Linked DNA regions of Rattus norvegicus: region 2 is linked to region 1. A link is a contact called in public Hi-C data. All regions are on one chromosome and are shown on one strand. Each heading gives the region's core, a stretch centred on a gene start, on an enhancer-like site or on the middle of the called end of the contact. The rest is flanking DNA. Distances are from core to core; before and after follow the strand shown.

What was found. Hi-C and Micro-C count contacts between places; a contact is called where the count stands out from the background.
Region 2: a contact with region 1 is called in a Hi-C map of the A7r5 cell line, with 4 times the contacts expected there. The contact joins the promoter of Plscr3 here to the promoter of Senp3 in region 1. A contact is called at or near these places in 4 of 12 Hi-C or Micro-C datasets (the A7r5 cell line, frontal cortex, kidney and 1 more) and 1 of 1 datasets of contacts at active chromatin or transcription factors (oligodendrocytes).

The regions. Positions count from the first base shown.
Region 1 is chr10:54,896,493-54,899,598 of GRCr8, reverse strand. Senp3 (SUMO specific peptidase 3) reads left to right here and starts at 1,372. Exons shown (of 11, transcript NM_001013116.2): 1 at 1,372-1,533; 2 at 2,346-3,053. The coding sequence starts at 2,357. The region is part of intron 1 of Eif4a1l (eukaryotic translation initiation factor 4A1 like); the gene reads right to left. Tnfsf13 (TNF superfamily member 13) reads left to right here. Exons shown (of 6, transcript NM_001009623.2): 6 at 33-794. The coding sequence ends at 142.
Region 2 is chr10:55,063,890-55,066,889 of GRCr8, reverse strand. Plscr3 (phospholipid scramblase 3) reads right to left here and starts at 1,285. Exons shown (of 8, transcript NM_001012139.2): 1 at 1,224-1,285; 2 at 845-1,013; 3 at 345-583; 4 at 219-261; 5 at 1-116. The coding sequence starts at 851.

The sequences.
Region 1 (3,106 bases), core at 123-2,622:
ATGAAGCATCTGAAATGTTTTTCCCCCCTCAGGTGTCTTTCACTTACATCAAGGGGATATTATCACTGTCAAAATTCCTCGGGCAAACGCAAAACTTAGCCTTTCTCCACATGGAACATTCCTGGGGTTTGTGAAACTATGACTGTGCTATAAAGGTGGGGTTCCCATTCCAAGAACTGGCTAGACAAAGGACAGCAAGTGGTCAAGAACCGTTCTCCTTGGTTTTGACGTCTTGACTGTTGTTCCCCGCTTTGCCTTTCCCGATCCCACTATCTGGGTTCTGATTCCATAGATATTAAAGAAGTAGAATATTTTGTGTCTATCTCCCACATGGCCCCAAATTCTTTTGTTGTGTGTGTTAAAGGGGTTTTGTGCACTGTGCCAAGCCTTATCCACTGGACTGCATCCAGAACAGCACCACCATCTAGAGGCAGTTTGAGGAAAGAACACGGTCTCTGCTAGGGAAAACGTGTCCCTCGGCCACAACTCTTCAAGCCCCCTGCTTCAATGTACAAGAAGCCCGATTTTCACTATCTCACTATTGCGTCCAAATTCTTGTTACTGTCTAGAAAAAAAATGTATTTTAGGTGCCTCGACATCCATTCCATTCATGCTCCCCATTCCCCTAGCAAACTTCCGAGCTGAACATTGTGCTTCACCGCTTTAATCCCAGTACTCGGAGGCCTATTTCTATGTTAGCGGTCAACTTGGTCTAAATAGTGAGTTCCAGGCCATCCAGGGGTTACAGTGGTTGAGACCCTGTTTCAAACAAACAAATAAAAGACTCTACAAGATCGGACTGGTATTCGGGGAGTTTGTATGCACTGGACGCCCTGGCACACTGGTCGTGTCTCACTCTTTAATCAAGCCCTGCTTAAAGTTGAAAAAAAAAATCAAAATACAAAAACGTAACGTCCCGCCTCCGCCTCCCAAGCGCCTAGCCTCAGTCCAGTCCCTGCAGGGTCTCTGACTTCCTGGCCACGCGCTGGGAAGCCCACTGGATCACCCGAAGCTCAGGCCACGGAAGAGCAGGGAGTACCGTACGACTGCGACGTAGAGCGTGAGGCTGGACGCGACACGCAGGCGTAAAAGAGCGAGCAGTGGGACTGCCACACGCGGCAACCTAGGCGACTGTGCGCAGGCTCGGTTCAGCGTAGAGCTCGAGGGCGGGACCGTCCGGTGGCCTGGACGCTCTGAGGTAGGCGGGACTGAGCACGAGCCGGCGCCGCTCGCCGGGTGTGACGCACTAATTGTGCGCCGCCATCGGCGGTGGGCCTGGGGCTCGCGGGAGGGGAAGGAGGAGGAGGGGTGGTGGCGGTGGTGGTGGTGGTGGAGGTGGAGGTAGAGGTGGAGGCTAAAGCCGCGCTAGAGGCGGCCGCAGTGGGGCGGCACGAGCTTTGGCTTCGTGAATTGAAACGGCTCCGCCTGAGGACAGCAGGAGTGGCGGGGTCGCCGCCGTCCGAAAGATGAGCCGGAAAGCCTGAGGCGGAGACACCCGCCTTGGGGCCCGTGTGCCCGGCTTCCCCGCTCCTGGTGAGGACGCCCCTTCCCCTCCCCCCGCCCTTGTGGCCTCTTCCATTTCTAGTCTTCCCTCGCACCTAACTGGGCCCAAGAGGCCCTTTAAAGGACTTAAGACCGTTGTGTGCCGAGTCGCCCAAGCTTTCAAACTATATTGCGGCTAGGAAGCATTCAGTTCTCCCAGGATAAGACTGGAGAGGGGCCGGTCTGCCAGGCCCCCACTGCTCTGTTCGGTCCCATCTCCTTAATTCGGTCGCTAAGCACCGATTCTATTCGCTTCCAGTTTTCTTCAACATCTTTCTTATCACTCTTATTTCCTGAGCCATAACCTCACCACCCTCCCCCACAACTAAGGCGTGTGTGTTCCCGTACCCCCATTATTATTCCAGGGTGAAAGAGAACTTCCCTCCCGTGACCAAAGTTTTCCTGGTGAAAGTTGTCTTCCCAGGTACCCGTATCCAGATTTTCTGGGCTGAGCCATCTCTTTTAGCAATGTAGCCCTCAGACTTGTCCTAAGGATACCCACAGCAGCATTAAAGCGAAGCCTGGAAATACTGGGTTTCATTCAGAGAGCTTAAAAATAAAATACCTAAGGCCTACCAGTTAGTCATTTTCTTTTGGTTCCCTACCTGGACAAGGGACGAAATGATGGAAGACTCTGAAGAGTTCCTTCTGGACGAGGTTGGCTGGGAAGAGCTGAAGTTATGAGATATTAGATTTTTCTTTATTTGTATCTGAAACCAGAGGGGAAATGCTGAAGAACATTTCCGATCTTGGAGGAAGGAGTAGGGTGTTCTCAGTTTGATAATCAAACTTTTGTTTTACAGGGCACTGAAAGATGAAAGAGACTATACAGGGGACCGGGTCTTGGGGGCCTGAGCCTCCGGGACCCGGCACCACTTACTCAAATCCCAGGCGAGAGCGTCTTCGTTGGCCCCTACCCCCAAAGCCCCGGCTCAAGTCAGGTGGTGGCTTTGGGCCAGATCCTGGGTCTGGGACCACAGTGCCAACTAGACGCCTCCCTGGCCCTCGGCCATCTTTTGATGCCTCAGCTAGTGAAGAAGAGGAAGAGGAGGAAGAAGAAGATGAGGAGGAAGTAGCGGCATGGAGGCTACCCCCTAGATGGGGCCAGCTGGGGACCTCCCAGCGTCCTCGGGCTCTCCGACCCTCTCATAGAAAAACCTGCTCACAGCGCCGGCGCCGAGCCATGAGAGCCTTCCAGATGCTGCTCTACTCAAAAAGCACCTCGCTGACATTCCACTGGAAGCTTTGGGGGCGCCACCGAGGCCGGCGGCGGAACCTCGCACACCCCAAGAACCATCTCTCACCCCAAGAAGGGGGTGCAACGCCACAGGTGCCATCACCCTGCTGTCGTTTTGACTCCCCACGGGGGCTACCCCCACCCCGGCTGGGTCTGCTAGGTGCTCTCATGGCAGAGGATGGGATGAGAGGGTCTCCACCAGTGCCCTCTGGGCCCCCCATGGAGGAAGATGGACTAAGGTGGACCCCAAAGTCTCCTCTGGACCCTGACTCGGGTAAGGTGGGAAATGGGAAGGGTGATGAGCCTGGAGCACCAGGAGTTTGTTGT
Region 2 (3,000 bases), core at 36-2,535, 170 kb before region 1:
GCGGGCACCACAGCACAGCCGGGCACAGCAGTTGCTCTCCTCAGCTGCCTGACCCAGTTGCTGTCCGGTCCCGGAGCGAAGTTCATACCTATTACAGGTCTCCCAGCCTAGGAACGCTGTGAAGGGGAACACGCTGAGGCTCAGGGGCCTCACCTGCCCAGAAACTCACCACTGTCACAAACATCATGAAGCCCAACTTAATTCCACCTCCTACTCACTTTCCACTCGCTCAGCCTTCTGATGAATCAAGATTTGATCAATCTGTAAAGTGTTAAGAGCAGCGTTGACCTCATTCCTCACCTCGAACATCAGTCCTCCTCCCAGCCATCCTCTCTCCCACTCACCTGCACTAGGAATTCCAGGCCAGAAGGCACCCCTGGCAATGGCACGAAGGGACCAGGAGGCCCTGGGACCACCGGGCCTGGCGAGGGGAAGAGAGAGAAGCCAGGCGCAGGGGCAGGCCCCTGGGTGGGCACTGGAGCCTGTCCGGGTCCAGGATGCAGCGCCGCCGCCTCTGGATACCCAGCTGGCACGGGGTAGGGAGGTGGGGGCGAAGGGGCATAACCTTTGGGGGGCAAGTAGCCTGCAGGGGAGCAGGGGTAGATTAGAAAGTTACCTGTGTCCTTATCCTCTTTCTCAGCCCAAGGACCAGGAGCACCCGCGGAAAACGTAAGAAGAGGCAGAGAATGATGGGGCGGGGGGGGGGGGCAGGGCGGTGGTTTCCCAGGAGGAAGGGAGGGCCCCACGCAGCCAGTCTGAGCACATTCCTGGAGAATGTGTTCGACACCCGGCACCCAAGTTCGTGAGGGGGGATAACGGAGACCCCAACCTAGAGCCAACGTACCTGCCATGGGAAAGGGGAAGGGTGTCTTGGGCTGTCGGCGTAGGGGAGGCTTAGTTCTGGAGTGGGGACAAGCTTGGGAACAGCCAGACAGGCACAGAAACAAAGACGGACAAGCAGAGGCGAAGAGGCAGCTGCGCCCAGCACCGGCCCAGGGTCTCTTGGGAGGCACCTATGAAATCGAAAGTGTCAGCGGGCGGGGCGGGTTACCCAGGACCCTGAATTTCCTTAGGGGCCCCAGGACCGCCCCCTCCCTTTGTTCTCCCATTTCTTTTTGCGGAGATGGCTGTGGGCAGACGGCAGAGCAGTTGAACCTGAGGTCAAACAGATGACCTGACCCTGAGGAAAGTCTCCTTAACCCCTTTATGGTCCGGGCGCTCACCTGAAGCCCCCAGAATAAGAAAGCCGGGGGGGGGGGCCACGCACTCCCGGGCTCACAGGCGCTGGTGGAGGCGGGCCCAGATCTGACCCCACCCCCGGGTCGCCTAAGTCCCACCCCCAATCCGGGCGGGGCGACTGCGCAGAAAGCAGGCGCTTCTCCTCCCCCGGGGCCGCGGACCTTGGACCTTGTGCGCCTCGTTCGCCCTGGTCCCGCCCCTTCCGCTCCGACTGCAGAGGCGTGGAGACCTGGGCTGTCGGAGGGTGATTGCGGCCCTATCCCCAGCAACAAGACCCTCGCCTTTTCAGCGGGTGGCGGTTCTGCCTCCCCACCGCGTGGCTGCTCCGGACCCCGGGATCCTCCTCCCAAGGGCGGGTCGGGCCTCGCTGACGCAGCGGAACACTATTCACACTCCCTCATTGCCTTCCAGAGTTGGCTTGGCAGTCTTCTATCTCAGGGCGACCTCGCTGTGTTCTCTCCCTGTCACAGCGTTGACCCACTCAGTCACCTCTCAGTTCAGGCGCGCCCATTACACGCGTGACAGGCTTTCAAACGGTATCAGTAATGAATGTGCATGAGGTAAGGCTCAGGGAAAAACACTTGAACAGAACAGGCCCCTCCATTCCTCTGCATGGTGGCAAAGCTTGGAATCCCAGCATTTGGGAAAGGAGAGGCAGGAGAATAATTACAAGTATGAGGTCAGTCTGTTCTACATAGTTCCAGACCAATTCAGGGCTACAATTGGGGGGCTTTCTTAAAAGACTCCCTTTCTCAAAAGAAGAAAGCAAAGTATCTGGGCAGATGGGGTGGATCATGGGTTCCCGGTCAGCTTGGGAGTGACCTGGGTCACTAGGGGAGATATTAAAGAAACAAAGCCCAAAACAGCCCACCACTTGTGCCTGGGTCTTACATGCTACCAATTATATTTCCGTGCTTGGGATGCAGACTAGGGACTCTGAGAATTCTAGTTTTATTGTACAGCCAAAACAGCACTGCTGTGTTAGAAAAACCTAGGAGGCTGTAGGCAGGCAAAGGTAAGGAGAAATCTGGTCATAATGTGATGGATTGGACCAGAGACCAGGGCAGTGACGGTGGTCTTGATGTGCATCTGAGGAAACATGACTTCATTGTGCCTCAGAGACAGGATGTACAAAGAAGAAAATGAGCCTCTGAGGCTTCTGCACAGCATAGACCCCTATCCCTTGCCCTGCATTGCCCCATCATTTACAGCCTGCTCATGCAATCCCTGGCTTCAGGTATTTTGCTGTCTCTATTGACCCAGCACCTCTAAGATCCCGTTGTCTTCAGACACATCAGAAGAGGGCATCAGATCCCATTACAGATGGTTGTGAGCCACCATGTGGTTGCTGGGAATTGAACTCAGGACCTCTGGAAGAGCAGCCAGTGCTCTTAACCGCTGAGCCATCTCTGCAGCCCCTTTCGGGGACTTCTAACTAATGCTGGAAAGGCAGCCAATGAGCCAAAGCTTTACCAGCCCCCAAATTCTAAACAAGCCCTCTTCAGTAGGCTTAGGTTGAGGCACACAGCAGTGGACAGTCTTATTAACAAGGGCCATTTCGGGGGCTGGAGAGATGGCTCAGTGGTTAAGAGCACTGACTGTTCTTCCAGAGGTCCTGAGTTCAATTCCCAGCAACCATCTGTAATGAGGTCTGATGCCCTCTTTTGGCCTGTAGGTGCACATGCAGGCAGAAAGCTGCATGATGTATACATAATAAATAAATAGATATTAAAACAAAAAACAAAAAACAAGGGCCATTTC